2 separate regions of the Mus musculus genome follow, and region 2 is linked to region 1. A link is a contact called in public Hi-C data. All regions are on one chromosome and are shown on one strand. Each heading gives the region's core, a stretch centred on a gene start, on an enhancer-like site or on the middle of the called end of the contact. The rest is flanking DNA. Distances are from core to core; before and after follow the strand shown.

Region 1 (7,521 bases), core at 1,375-3,874:
GACGAGGAATCCATGGAGAACATTGAAAGTCTGGATCTTGGTCTATTTCAGGAGCCTCTCAGGGCTTCCTGAAAGAGTTAGCCAGCCCTAAACTTCATATGGGAAAGCCTGGGACAAAGCAAGATGTAACATATTCTGAGACAAGGCCCCATGGGGAGCATTTGTGCATAAGTTTCTGAGTTAAAGACTCTGGGGAAGAGGTCAGGGGAACAGTAGATCAGTTCTTCAATAGCTTTGTTCATCAAATAGACCCCTGCCATCTGCCATCTGGGGAAGAAGCAATGATTACTAACTAGGCTTGCAGTCGGGAGCATCACCTCTACCTGAAGCCCTTCCAACTCCCAGCCTCTACTTCTAAACTGACCCTGTTCCTTTCCATCCCCAAAGAGGCATGATCAGCCTGCATTGTACTGCCCTTTGGTTATAGAAAGGCAAGATATAGCTTCCAGTCCTGCAGACCATGTATGCTAGATGTGTGCATGCTACCTCACAGGGAAGTTCACAGAGAGAAGCTTCAAGGTATACACAACCCTAAACCTAAGGCCCTACTTGCTGAAAGGAAGGAAGGCTATGTTAACCTCAGAGACCTCCAGACACTTCCCAGGCAAACCCTAGGAAGCCAGCATTCTCCCCAGTATCCTAGAAGACCCTGCTGATTATGTTAAAGTCTGAGGTGGGCAATAAACAAACAGCCCCAGTTAGGCCTCAGCTCTCCCTGAAGATTCAGATTTAGCTTCACCCTCAGACATCAACAATTGCTCAGACCTGCTCGTTTCTCTGGGCTTGCCTCTCTGTTCCAAGGTCTTTCTTCTCTGTCCCATTTCCCAAGAGCCTCTAGATCAGTGGTTCTCAAGCTATGATGGGTCATGACCCGTTTACAGGTCCTGCACATCAGACATTCACATTACAATTCATAACAGTAGCAAAATTACAGTTTTGAAATAGCAACAAAGATAATTTTATGGTTGGGGGTCACCAAAACGTGAGGAACTATATTAAAGGGTTGAAGCTCTAGGGAGGTTGAGAACTAATATAACAGTGCACTTGGAAATTGACTGAGAGGGGATTCATCAGCAGTATTATCCATCCCCACTTCTGATAGATGAGGAGTCAAGGCCCAGAGAAGGGACATGATTTTTGTGAAATTGATCATGCTGCCAAAGATGGGACTAGAGCCCTGAGTTCTTCCCTTGGTCCAGATCTCATCCATTCTTGTCCTGCAAAATGTGTCAGCTACTCCAACCAACAGCCCCCAAACAGACTTCTCTCGATATACACAGTCCTAGGCTAGAACTTTTGAAAATATTGCTCACCACAGACGATGTCTGAGGGAGGCTGAGTATGGGGCAGGGGGAAATGGGGCAGAGCCATCCACAAGTGCTGGAACACCAAGAGACTCACAATCACACAGTGTTTCCATTCATCTCACCCCATACAAAGCTGCAAGACTCTCCCAACCCATGCTCTCTGCCTCAGCTGTTTGTCAAGGATTCTGGGTCTTCTATTCTCTTCAAGACCACTCCTTTGCTCCTGCTTACTTATTTCCTGAAGAAATAGCATGGTGATGGTCTGTGACATGTCTTGAGGGAGCCACCTCCTATTGGAAAGCCTTTTTAAAACTAAAAGCCATCCCTTGTTCCTCCTCCTCTGAGCCCCTGGGCCCTGGGAATTTGGGACACGTTGTATATACCTCTGCTCTAGGTCATAGGGACTTAGCTGCTCCCCTGGCTGTGCCTACAACCCTCCAGGTACATTTGAAGAAAGCGAAGTCCTAGAGAGGTCAGGAGAGAGGATTGGAACGGTTCTCTCTGCTTGAGTTTCTGGCTTCTAAAGCAGGAACTTGGGCAGAGAAACTCGGTTCAGCGTATAACTCTAGGTAGTTTGTGGTACACTGGGGCTCTGAATTCTGAGGCCCAATGCAAGCTGTTTGCTTAGATCTTATTCTTCTAAAACCCCATGCACAGCTCCAGGGGCCCCTAACAGCCTGTCCAGCAACTTGTTAGGATTTTTCCTAACATTGCCGAGGCCTTCTACTCCTGTTGTTGTTGTTTTGTTTGCTAGGCTTTGGTGTATTGTTTTCTCTTAAGACTGGATTGATTGTGAAGCCCAGATGGGCCATGTTGTCAACATTAGCCTCGAACTCATGACCTCTCCCTGCCTCAACCTCCAGAATTCGGGGATTGCAGATACCTGTCTGTCATCACACCGGGCTTTCTGAATCTTCCCTCATTGAATAGCTTCACAGACTAGTCCACCCTGAAAAGCACTTAACTCTGTTTCCATTCGAACCCCGAACCTTCTTGAAGAGGGGGGAGGGGACCCAGGTGATGTAGGTGAGACATGCAACATTTTCAATACGAAAGTGTGTAGAGCAAAGCGCAAGCTTCCCGTCTACTGTGTCTCCTCTAGCTCCTTCCCCTGTCGCCGCTTGTGTCTCCGAGTTAGAAACCCCATATCAGACAGAAACTGCAGCCCGTGATGGGTTCTACGCACAGAGCCTTAAAAGCAGGGCCGGAGCGCAACCACGTCCCGCAAAGAAAGTCCGCCTCAAACAACAAGAGAACAAAGTGTTAACGCGTGGGCCCGCCTCCCTCCCGCCTCTTCCGGGCATAAGGGGGCGTGTCCCTCATCACTTCCTGGAGACTGGCCGAATCCGGAAGTGATCCTCGAGAACCTACTTTTCTACCGAGGACCCCGGCAGTCGGCGTGGGTTTAGGACCATGAGCTGGTGAGTGAGGCCGGGTGGCGTCGGCTGGAGCCAGGGCGGCCCGACAGCCCTGCTCCTAAGCGGTTCCGGGAGCCTCCTCGGTGCTCTCCCGGAGGCTCCATCTCTCGGCCAGACTCCCGAGGAGGATCCCTTAGCCTTGGACCCGCGTCTGATCCCTGTTGCCTGCCCTTTCTCCCATCGCATTTCCTTTCACCTCCTTGGCGTGAGGAGTCCCTCTTCCCTCTTCTCTCAGCTATCCATTGAGGTGGAGTCAGTGTCCTCCTTCGCTCCCGTGGGCATCTCTACACCGCGCTTATCTGCTCCGGAGCTGTGTTGCTCATTGAGGCAGACTAGGCACAGTTCTGTGACCAAAATCCAGCTGCTTTCAGACAACTGGAATAACATCACCTAACAGTGCCTCAAAAGACGAAATTCTTTTTAAAAATGTAAAAGTTGATTCTCACATGGGAAGGATCAGAATTGCACCACACACACACACACACACACACACACACACACACACATTTAATGTGTGATTGGACTGTTTGAATCTTTCCAGGGCTGTGACCCCACTGCCCTCTCTCTAAGATAGACATAGCTTAAACTTTATGGGGATCGTCAAACCAAGGAGCCATAGAGCTGGAATGTCACAGCTGCAGATGGGGGTGGGGGGAGCTCACGGTGGATACTTCCTGTTTGTGATTAGCCTAATGTGGAAGGTCCTCTTTCCCCAAAAGCTGGTCCTTAATTGTTGCTCTGGGGTTTTTGTTTTTGTTTTTACGTGCAGATGAAAAGTCATAAATTTTCTGTCTTCCTAGGGCTTCTTTAAAGGCTGTCAATGTCTTTACCATTAGGCCCAAGAGCCTGTGTGTCCATGGTCCCCACTCAAACTCCTAACTGTTTACAATGCATTTGTATGAATAAATTGGCCTCCAAGGAAGTATGAGATTAATCAGCCCTCTTTAGATCCCAAGGTGCATTAATGTAGGGGGCTGGACTTGCTCAGAGCCCAGTCTGTTATGCAAAATAAGTGCATGATAATCAGCTATGAATGAATGAAATTAGCTAGACACCCTCTGAGAAGGCTTTCACACTTGACCACCAGTGGAGACCAAGCTTTCGCCACAAGCAGCTAATGTCAGTCAATGTCAAGGATAGCTTTCTAATGTACAGTGTAAACCACTTCTGCCCCTTCCTCCACCTGCTTCTCAGACTGAGGTTAATTGGTGGACAAATGTCAGACAGCTGGAGAAGCAGGGAACAGAACACACACACACACACACACACACACACACCCGCGAAGCTCTAATAAGCCTCAGCAGGAGATACTCATTTCCCCTCAACCTCTTCCTCCAAGAGGCCCACAGAAAGCTGGAACCCCTAAAAGCTAACTTCCCCATCTTGTTACAGCTTAGCTAGTGACAGGTCAAGGGGCACTTCCTCAGTTCCCTTTGCTAAAGGGAAATCTCCTGAAGCAGAGTCGTTTCTTTTAAGCATCAGTCTGTGTACCTCCAGCTTCATGATGCTAGAAGTCATCTTGGTTTATGCACCTTGAATCTTTGAATCTCTCTTGCCTAATTTTTAAAAATAAAAAAGAAAGTATAGGTGCTTTCCGTTTAGACTGACATTTCTATTTTAAAAAAAAAAAATAGAATAAGTGGAACAGAGGCCACTAGAGGTGTTGGTTCTCTGAATGGGCTCCTCCTCCTCTTCCTCCTCCTCTTCTTCCTTCTCCTCCTCTTCCTCCTCCTTTTCTTGAAAACTAGCATTTTTTTTTCCAAACCATTTTCCAACAAAGCCCATCAGGTTGGAGAGACTTGGAATTGGCAGCCACTAACAGGGCTGAGGTTGTCATGAACTACTTGGCCAGTACAAGCACATCTTAGTGCCTCTTTGGACGGAGGGTCACAACCAAAAGCATGGCTTTGTCCCTGAAGGAAGAGATCCATTTCTCTTCCTGCTTCGAGGGCTTCTACGTCATCTCTTGCGTGGACCCTGACCCTCTCTCCCAGAGAGGGGACCAACGCCCGTGCCTGGGCACACAATCGCACTCAGTTCCTAGCTCAATGGCTGGCAGGGGAACGAGAGTTGGGTCCTTCTGACTCACTCGCAGCGTGGTTTTTCTGCTCCCAGAATGAATCCATCCATTCATCTGAGATTGGAATTTTCACTAGGGGAAGAGACCAGAGTGACGTAGAGCCATCATGGGAGGCTGATGCCCAAGGTCAAGTTCACCAAGTACATGGACTAGGCCAAGCCTAGTTAAATAAGGCCTGAGGCTGCTGTGGTCCGTGGTGCCCAAAGGGTATCCATTGTTCTGGACTAGGCTGTCCTTTCAAAATGTCACAGTGAGAAATGTCCAATATTGATGCCCTTTGCACACTGTGGACTTTGCAGGAAGAGTAAGAGGTCTTTGTTTGTTTCTTTCACTGTGCAGGCAGCCTGCATAACCCCTGTTTATTTAGTGAGTACCTGCACTACCACCACCCACCTACCCATTAGCCTTCCAGCAAGGCAACTCAGTGGTCTGCCCGATTTGGAAGGAAGCATTGGATATTTGCCTCTCAGAGCACTAGTCCACCTCTTGGCCCCAAATCACACGCTCCCCACTTTGTCCTCACCCCTGCTCCACCTGTTTCTGCATAACTGTGTATTCAGTGCAGTATGTTGTGAAAATGAACTACAACTAAAGGTAATTGCCGGGCATGGTGGTACACACCTTTAATTCTAGCACCAGGGATTAAGGCCAAACTGGTCTACAAAGTAACTTCTAGACCAATCAGAGATACACAGTGAGACCTTGTATCAAAACCAAAGAAGAACAGTGACTTTAATCTCGGCTGTCTCAAAGAATTATAGCTTTCCCTGGATCCATGGACCTCCATAATCTGAGGTTTAAATGACAGGACAGGGGTGGGGTGCTGAGGTGTCATTTGAGAAGGAAAGGAATTAAAGGTAATAGAGATAACGTTGGACTAGGAAACCAAGTACTCCACTCAAGTCCAGGTTCTGTTGCTCACAGGGTGGCTGGTCAGCCTTCCCAGGTCTTGTTTTCTCCCTCTGTAACATGGACCAGATAGATAATCTCAGGAGATGCCCTGCCACAGAAGTCCGCTGGGCCACGTGAGGACTGTGTGCCCCTTCCTGACATTTAGGCTTTCTCTCACTCGCAATCTTCTTAGATATTGATATTCCTCAGACAGAGTGTGCAGTGTGTTTGCAAGTGAACAATTGATACCCCACAGGTAGGGTATCTGGTAAGTTAGGTGTCTTCACCTTAAGGCCTTTTTCAGTTCTGATTTTTATGGAGCTGACGCACAAAGATGATATTCAACCAATATTTGTTGATTAAGTGCTGTTAAACATTACAAAGGTACCGAATGCTAAGGGACATTTGGAAGGCTGCAAGAGTCAACACTTGCCTTTAGCAAGTGCCTGGAAAGTACTGGAAATACATGTCAGGAAGATGTCAGGAATGATTCCAAGCAGATTTTAATTTAACTTTGACCTAGCAAGTGCCTACTGTTTCCATGGAGAACTGAGAATGAGATGCAGGTGAAAAGAAGCATGTGGGAAAAGTGATTGGAAAGAGTGCATGGTGGGGTCTGTACGGCCAGTCGGCAGGGAGGCCAGCACAGTACATACTGGCCAGGCAGAAGCTCTATGGTTAGGCCTTGGCACTCAGCTTCGGAGCCACTTTTTGTACTGTTGTCAGTGCCCTGCTGAGGAGTTGAAATTGAGCCTGGCCTTTGGAAAATTAAGGGCTTTTAAGCAAAGAGGTAATATAGCAAAAGCAGTGATTTAAATTATTGTGGCTGTAGCCTGCAAAGCTCCGAAAGGAGAACAAATATAGTCATGAAAGCCATCTTAGATGATAGCTTCCCAATAGTTTTATTACAATTTGTGTGTGTGTGTGTGTGTGTGTGTGTGCATGCACCAGAGGTCAATCTTGTTTCTCAGGTGCCCCCCATCTTGTTTTTTGAGACAGGGTCTCAGAATACATGTTTATTATATTATCTATCTATCTATATAAATAATGTAATATGTGTATATATATATAAATAATATATGTATATGTGTATATAATATATGTATGTATTGTGTCACAATTTAAATTGATCTATATGACCTGGGTTAGAACCCAGTACCCAAAAAGAATTGCAGTTTGAAAACTGACTGTGCAGGAGTATGCTCACAAATATTCAATCTACACACTAGCACTTGTCACTTCAGCAGTGTGAATATGGTGTTTATTTGTCTGATTTCGATATGTTAATAAAAATACAATTTTTAATTATATTTTACTTAATTAAAATTAATGAGTGGGTGCTGGGGATGTAAATCAGTGAATGGTGGGACACTTGCTCAGCATGTCAAAGGCTGTAGGTTTAATCCCCAGTACCAAAGAGAGACAGAAACAGCAGGTTTCAGGCAAACAGACCAGTGTCATCTCATAGCCAGCATAGGGGCAAGAAGTGTCGGAGGGGACCCACCGGGGTGCTGGGGGCTGGAGGAGCAGATTGGGCTCTGTGGATCCACAGCAGCCCAGATGAACCACATGCCAGAAGCCAGCTTTGTCACTGTGGATGTTTAGCAGCTATGATACACACACACACAAAGAGAGAGAGAGAGAGAGAGAGAGAGAGAGAGAGAGAGAGAGAGAGAGGTGACAGGTTAAATGAGCTATGTAGCCAGGCATAATGGCATGTACCTGAAATCCCAACACTTGGAATACTGAGGCAGGAGCATCATGAGTTTGATGGTAACCTGGACTACAGAAGTCTGCATGTGGACATGAACATGCCTCGGAAGTC
Region 2 (7,521 bases), core at 1,555-4,054, 210 kb after region 1:
GTGGAAACCGAGCACCAAGGAGACAGGACATCCATCACTAGTTCTACCCCCTCCTCACTCAGGCAATCCCCTGCCCCTCTGCCTGCCATACTCATCGGAAAGTCAGCCTTTTCAGAGAACAGTTAACAGACTGAAAAACACAGGAGTCTTGTCTTCTGCCCTCTTCTCTGTAAAAACATGAGAACCCATGCCAAAATGGACCGACCTGAAATCCTGGGTACACACATTTAGAATCACAGGCCCCAAAGCTGGAAGCCACACTGATACTTCTAACCAAACCATGACCACTGGCTTCATTTTTACATTGTAAAAGATTCCACATCTCTCAGTGCTTCTTCCAAGAGAAAGGGAGGAGGGTGGCCAGAAGGAAAAGGGAGGCGTGTCCTACATGTGGCGTTTCAGCTCCAGAATCATCAGTGGAAAGGGTCGGGAGACAACGGTTCGAGGCACTACCTAGAGATTCCCAGGGCAGCTTCTTCCTAGGACAGAGCATTTGAAACAGATGACATCTGAATGCAGGCAGACAAGTCTGTGCCAGTTTTTAAAGAGCTGCCTTTTCCATGATGCTTCGTGGATGCTGAGTCCTCGGGCCGGGGACCAGATGGGGGCCCAGAGCCCGATGTCCAATGCCACTGGCTCCCCAATGGCAGGGTCCTACCCGATCTGAATCTGCCCTGAATACATTGTGAGGACCAGCATAATGGAGAAGCCGGTTAGGAGGCCAAGATTCTGGATGACAAAGGGGACCAGAAAGCTGTCGTTCTTCTCATCCTCCTGGCAGACTTCATTCATCTCAGGGAACTGAGAAGGAAGAGAAAAAAATGAGTTACAGATTCTGTTAACATTGTCCCAATCACTGTGATGTCTGGTTCTCAAGTGGTGGACCGTATTTTTGGAAGGATGTTTTTGGTAGTTCTGGGGACTTTTCTGGAGTTAAGGAGGTCACTGGGGGGGAGGGTGTTATCTTTGACCATTCTCTGTAGCTCTCAACAATATGGCTGCCTAAACAAGACCCAAACAATGCAGACACCAGATGATGTGTCAGCGTGGGCTGGGGAAACCTCACAAAGCCCCGCCCCTAAATGAAGAGTTATAGACAATTAGTTAGTGACTACTCAGATGCAGAGAAGCCAGTCTTCCTCAGGGATAAGCTCCCTGATTGGGAATCCAGTACATATGTACAGACGAGCAACATCAAATGGACTTGGAAGTTTGTATATTATATATATGTGTGTGTGTATGTGCATTCTTTTTTTTAAAAGATTTTTATTATTATTTACTTCATGTATATGAGTACACTGTAGCTGTACAGATGGATGTGAGCCTTCATGTGGTTGTCGGGAATTGAATTTTTTAGGACCTCTGCTCATTCTGGTCAACTCCGCTCACTCAGTCCCTGCTTGCTCTGACCCTAAGGTTTACTTATTATTATTATTATATTATATTATTATATTATATTACATAAGTCACCGTAGCTGTCTTCAGACACACCAGAAAAGGGCGTCAGGTCTCATTACAGGTGGTTGTGAGCCACCATGTGGTTGCTGGGATTTGAACTCAGGACCTTCAGAAGAGCAGTTAGTGCTCTTACTTGCTGAGCCATCTTGCCAGCCCTATATGTGTATTCTTATATCTCTCAATAATAATTAGAGAGAAAAGACTGTGCATTTGAGAGGGAGCAAGGTGGTGGTGGGGGCCACAGGAGTTGGGGGGAGGTAAATGATATAAATACAGCACTTATATATGAACTTATTAATTAAAACTTAAAAGGACATCCATAAGGTTACCATTAACTTGTGGTAGACAAAAGTCTAAGTGATGCCTTTTCTTTCTCACTCCCTCTTTTCTTTCTGTCTACACAGCACACCTTTTCCATCAAACTGAAATAAGGACCCTAGCCTGAGTATGGTCAATTTTCTATAGTGAAATGCTAATAGAGAGACCAAAGTTCTCCCTTTAAAACCCAATGACTTCTGGGTATAGTAGTTTACACCTGTCTGCCCAACATCTGGTGGGTAGGGGCAGGGCTGCAATGACTTTGAGACCAGCCTGGGCTACAGAGTGAGACTCTTGTCTCATGCAAACCCAAACAAAAACCCCGAATGCTGCATTGAAAAGGTCAGATTATTATATCATTTTAGATTTAAAAAATTTATTCGATGCGTGTATGCTATATGTAGGTGCTTTAGCTGCCTGTATGTCTGTGTACCACATGGATGCTTGGGCCCTTGTGGAACACAAGAAGTAGGATCCCCTGGGACTGTAGCTAGGAATCAAACCTGGGTTCTCTTCAAGAGCAGCCAGTGCTCTTAACAGCTGAGCCATCTCTCTAACCCTGAATTGTTACTTCTTAAAATCAGTGAATTGGGTTGAGTGTGAAAGAGACTTCAATAAAGCCAATACAAAAAACAAAATCTTGGGCTGACAAGATGGCTCCGTGTGACAGAGCATTAGGTGCCTAGTCCCATCTTAGGAACCCATGACATAAAGAGAACCAAGTCCCACAAGTTGTTTCCCATGAGAATTATCACGCATCTACACACATATCAATGTAAAGAATTAAAAACCAAACACACCCGAACGTGTGGCCTTTAGCTGCCCTCCTGTCCAAGAGGCAACCAGAAACCACAGCACTTACCATATCGGCTAGGGCAATATACAAGAACATTCCTCCAGCCAGTGCAAAAATCCAGTTTGCAGAGAAGTGGCTGCCAGCCAGGATGCCAAAGGCCAGACCCAAATAGCAGCAGCAGGCAGAGAGGAAGTTGAAGAAGAGAGCCTGCTGGATGCTCATGCCAGCATTGAGCAGGATGACGAAGTCTCCTGCAATGGCATGAGAACAGGAAGCGGGCTGAGTCAGGACGCACGACACTAATGAATGGGACTGCTTCAGCTACGGGTGAAGCATGTGCGGGTGAAAATCTCATTCTCAGGTGGTATTGGGATAAAGGCACACCCATCTTCCAATCCTGGCCATGACCTCGCAGCACAGAGGCTGCAAAGCCCTCATAGACTTCTGGAAGAACATAAGCAACCAGCACCGGCCTCATCGCTCCCCACACAGAGGCTGAAAATAATCCACAGGACTTTAAATGTCTATAACCAACCAGCAACATCCTCACTTCTTTTTTGACTGATGGTGAAATGAAAATAGCTCCCTGTCTCCTAACGGATGGCACGGTCAGGACCAGACTTGAGAGAGGGAGAAATTAGTGCTCAAGCCAATAAATGCCAAAGTTAGGAGCCCGTGTTGTCACTGGGTCCTGAGTCATGGCTTCTTAGACTCCCTTGATAAAACTACACGCACCCCTAGGCGCTGGCTTTTCTGCTTCATTCACATGACATGCTTTCTAGCTTCTACAGGATGCAGGACATAAAGAGGGGATCTTTACTGAGTAGCCACAATACTGTGTGGCACCTGGCAAGTCCTTTTCAACATTTGTTTGCCTATAATCCCCTTGATGATTCTAAAAGGCAGGTGTAGGTATTAATCATGCTATACAGGTGGGAAAATTAAGCCACAGGACACAGGGCTCATGGGATAAAAATCTCCCTGTAAGAACCTCTATAGTTCTAAGCTATGCTCCACTGTTATAATTCCAGAGTTAGCGAGACAGGGCGTTAATTCAGTGAGTGCTGTGGTGGAGGTGGGAGGAGCAGCAGGGATGTGATGCAAGAAGGGTGTCTCGGTGTCTCAGACAAAAACTGAGACAGCTGGAACACGGGGACAGGGACTAAGCACTCACCCAGCTCATGAGGGAATTCCTCACAGAGAATGGCCACTGACGTGCTGATGCCTTGGAAGACAGACACAGTGAAGGAGGCACCAATAGCCAGGCCATCGATGAAATTGTGGAGCCCATCGCTCAGGGTGATCATCCAGGCCAAGGTCCCGATATCAGAGTAGCGGACCCCCTTGAGCCAGTAGCAAGCACTCTGGGATGCCTGCAGGTCCTATGAGAAAGGACACACCAGTGGACTTCAGGTTACAGAGTGACCTCCGGAGAGCCTGACTCACAAAGGCGTGGCTTCTGTGTCGAGGCTTCCCCGGGGGCACTCAGGGCTGCTGACCTGCACAGACATGGAGTTGACAATGACCTTCTCGTCCGTGCCAGGCGCCTTGCCATCCAGCTCGCTGTTGCAGTGCTGAGGGATCATGTGATCCAGGTCCCCGTTCTGTAGCTTCTCGGTCACACCCTCCTCCTGGTCCTTCTTGGAAGGAAGTGTCTCGGAGGTAAAATGGTTATGCCCGTGATGGTGCTAGGGTAGGAAGAGTGAGCAGTGTTACTGATCAAAACTGCCAGCCCAGCCCAGCCCAGCCCAGCCCAGCCCAGCCCAGCCCAGCCCAGCCCAGCCCAGCCCAGCCCGGCGCCCACCACTTGGAGGAAGCACGCCAAGGCTGGGGAAGAGCTTATTCCTATATCCAAGGAAACTGAGCAGGTCACACACAGGGACGTAGAGAAATTGGTATAGCCGGTGGCAACACATACAAAGACAGGGACTTTCTAGTAGGCAAAGAAGTCTCCTGCTGTCACCCAATCCAGTGAGGTGACCACTACTCTAAGTTCTTAGGTTGCTCTTTTAAGATGGCCACTTCATTCAACTCTAACAGGCAGTGACCCCATGCCAGCGACAGGAGGCCTCTTATACAGGAGCTACACCAGTCAGAGCTGTTCCTGGATGCTTGTAACCAAACCTCTTTACTGTCCTCTATAGAGAGAATGCCAGGCTTGCTCTGCAAGCGCCGTCACGCGCTGCTACACCCCACCGACCCACGTCAGCACTTTTGTTTTCGAGGTTAGGGTTTTCCACTGGATAGGTCATCATTAACAACTGGGCCTCACCTCGTTTTTCTGCTTCAAGAGCATCTTCAGGATCTTTTCTGTGAAAAAGAAAAGGTAGAAACCCCCAAACACCACTGCAGACTTGGAGACGTAATTGTCCTGAGGGTTGAAGCCAAAAGCCTGTGGGCGCAGGAAAACAGAATGAGTTTACAAACATAAGCCTTCAGCGGCTCTCATCTGCTTACCACTCTCCACTCTGGGAGACGGGCAGTCTGCTGGCTGCCCATTCTCCGGCCAGCAGAAACCTAGCCTCTGCATTCCCCTGACTCGCCAGCACTAGCCTGGTGCCTGCATATTCTCTTTGGATACAAAAGGCAGGCTGTCTTTAGGCTTTTCTGATCCTGGGCATTTGGATCCAGGACCTTGGGTTTGCTAGGCAATCACCTTACCACTAAGCTACATCTCCAGCTCTTAGGGTTTTATTATATGTATTTTACATTTACTTAACTTTTATTTATGTGTACGTGAATGTGTGCGTTTGCAAATATGCATGTAGGTGGCTGAGGAGGCCAGAGGAGGGTGCCAGTTCACCTGAACCTGGAGCTGTAGGCACCCACCCGGGAGCCATGTGCACGCTGGGAGCCAAACCCTGGGCCTCGGGAAGAGCGGGAAGAGCGGCAAGCATTCTGGGTCGCATGATAGGCAGGAACTACCATGGCCACTTGGCTTGCTTGCTTTCTTTTTCTTTTCTTTTTGACTAGGTCTCACTACATAGACCAAGCTGTCCTCAGACTCACAGAGGTCAGCCTGCCTCTACCTCCCCAGATCTGGGGATTAAAAGGTGGTTGTCTCCTTTTAATGAGGACGCTGTCTTAATCTCTGTTAGTGCTTAGCCACAAAAGCACTTAGTCAGCAAATTCCACGTATAAAGGGAGGCCACCTGCGTTTATTTTTGCCTCATCTACTGTCCTCGGTTCATCTGCCCGTAAACACAACGGGAAGTGGCTTAGTTACGATTGCTAAAAGGAGAAAATCCATTCTAGTTCCACAGCAAGAATTGCAGCATCGTCCTGACCACAGAATCTTGAAAGGACCACAAACCAAAAAAAGCAGGCTCTGTCCCTGCAGGCATCTTGGGGTGGATAAAAGCCAGGCCTAGTTCCACAAGCCTGCAGTTTCCCAAACTCAGGAGGAGGAGGTGGGAGGACCCCAGGACTCTAAGGCCAGCCTGCCCAGCAAAGGTTCCATTTCTCTAGAACAAAATAAAAATATTTTTGAAAAGAATGGACTGGGGGGTATGCTGCTCTGAGTTCTTTCTGGAAATTTCACTTAAGTAAGGAAGGGTAAAAGAAGGTGGGAGTAGCCAGAGAGCTGTCCTAAGTCTGGCTCCTGGTTTATGGTGCCAAGTATCCAATGACCTGTTTGTGTCGTTTCTAACAGAAAACAGGCTCAATTCCCAGTACTTGGGAGACGGAGGCAGGAAGACAGCAAGTCTAAACCCATGAGGTGAGGCTATCTCCAAAAATATACTCCAGGTCTCTTGGGAACAGGACAGAGACAAGAGCTAACCCTCCTGAAGGAGAACCCCAAGTGACTTCAAGGGCAAACATTTCTCTTCCTGCAGTTTAAGGCAGCACGCGCCTTAGAGGGCTGCTCTAGCCTCGGCCTCTAAGAGACCAGGAGGGCAAATGTTAAAGAAACCCTGCTTGCAGGCCAGCTCTTCTGGAGAAGAGGTGCACCCTGGGAAAAAGTGAAGGACGAGCCAGTAGGTGAGGCGGGACTCAAGAGCACAGGACTCATTAGACCTAAGCTTAGGGTAGTGGCCACTCATGCAGGTCAGACTTTTTTGGGGGGTAGGGGGCGTGGGAGCAGGGAGAGACATGATTCATTTAACAGACATCACAATTGCTCCACCTAGAACACAAAACAATACTGTAGAAAACAGTGTTCTCAGAAGCATGTGAGACTGGCCCTTGCCTTTGCTCAGGCTTGTCAGACCACCCGCAGTGAAATGCATTGTGCTTATTATAATTAGCAGGTCCACTGAACATACTCTCTAAATCACGCAGGCTTCAAAACAGTGGCTCCCTTCTCTCCCGTGGAAGGTCACCCACCGTGAAGGTACCACAAATGTCCTGCTTCCTCTGGATTTCCTTTGCCCTCAAACTCCCTACCAAAGAGCTGGGTTTTTACTGAGAACTGGGGGTTTCGCTGTGGTTTGCTTCTCTAAATTAAAGCCCCACACTGAGGGTCAGAGCTATTCGAGGTTGCTTGTCTTCCACCTATGTGTAAGTGTGTTTTGCCTGCATGTACATGTGTGCACTGTGTGTGTGTGTGTGTGTGTGTGTGTGTGTGTGTGTGGTCGCGGACACACACCTGGTACCTGCAGAGGCCACAAAAGGGCATGAGACTATCTGGAACTGGAGTTAGAGTTTGTAAGCTCCCTGTGGGTACTGCGAATCGAACCAGCTGAGCCATCTTTTCAGTGCCAAGTTTCATTGGCGTTTCACTCTACGGTCCCAGCCTTTGGGAGGCACCCATATGCCTTTGAGAGTCATCCTATTGTTTCTCATCTTATACAAAGAACAGAAGTGAATGGCTCGTCCATGTGTGGGGTCTGGTTAAGGATGGGATTTTAACCTAGCCCTTAAATCTTGCCTAGCTTGGTCCTAGCTTTCCTTTCCAAACAAAGGAGTCTTGGGGGCCAGTCCCTGTAACTTCCATGTACATAGAGGCT

What was found. A called contact is a pair of places that touch in the nucleus more often than the background predicts.
Region 2: a contact with region 1 is called in a Hi-C map of embryonic fibroblasts, with 2.7 times the contacts expected there. The contact joins the enhancer-like site here to the promoter of Bin3 in region 1. A contact is called at or near these places in 7 of 39 promoter capture datasets (the 3T3-L1 cell line, the C10 cell line, cranial neural crest and 3 more), 3 of 484 Hi-C or Micro-C datasets (brown adipocytes, embryonic fibroblasts and myocytes), 1 of 115 datasets of contacts at active chromatin or transcription factors (pancreatic cancer cells) and 1 of 9 other capture datasets (adipose tissue).

Annotation. Positions count from the first base shown.
Region 1 is chr14:70,097,469-70,104,989 of GRCm38.p6, forward strand. Bin3 (bridging integrator 3) reads left to right here and starts at 2,625. Exons shown (of 9, transcript NM_021328.4): 1 at 2,625-2,728. The coding sequence starts at 2,721.
Region 2 is chr14:70,306,012-70,313,532 of GRCm38.p6, forward strand. It overlaps Slc39a14 (solute carrier family 39 (zinc transporter), member 14), which reads right to left. Exons shown (of 10, transcript NM_144808.4): 6 at 4,845-4,964; 7 at 4,072-4,260; 8 at 3,747-3,954; 9 at 2,639-2,823; 10 at 1-801. The coding sequence ends at 655. Among named protein-coding and RNA genes, the nearest start is that of Ppp3cc, 20 kb to the left of the region's middle. Within about 2 kb of position 2,805, at least 42 of the 459 cell types and tissues checked have an H3K27ac peak or open chromatin away from gene starts, as enhancers often do. A contact at or near this core is called in embryonic fibroblasts and pancreatic cancer cells, where this site is marked.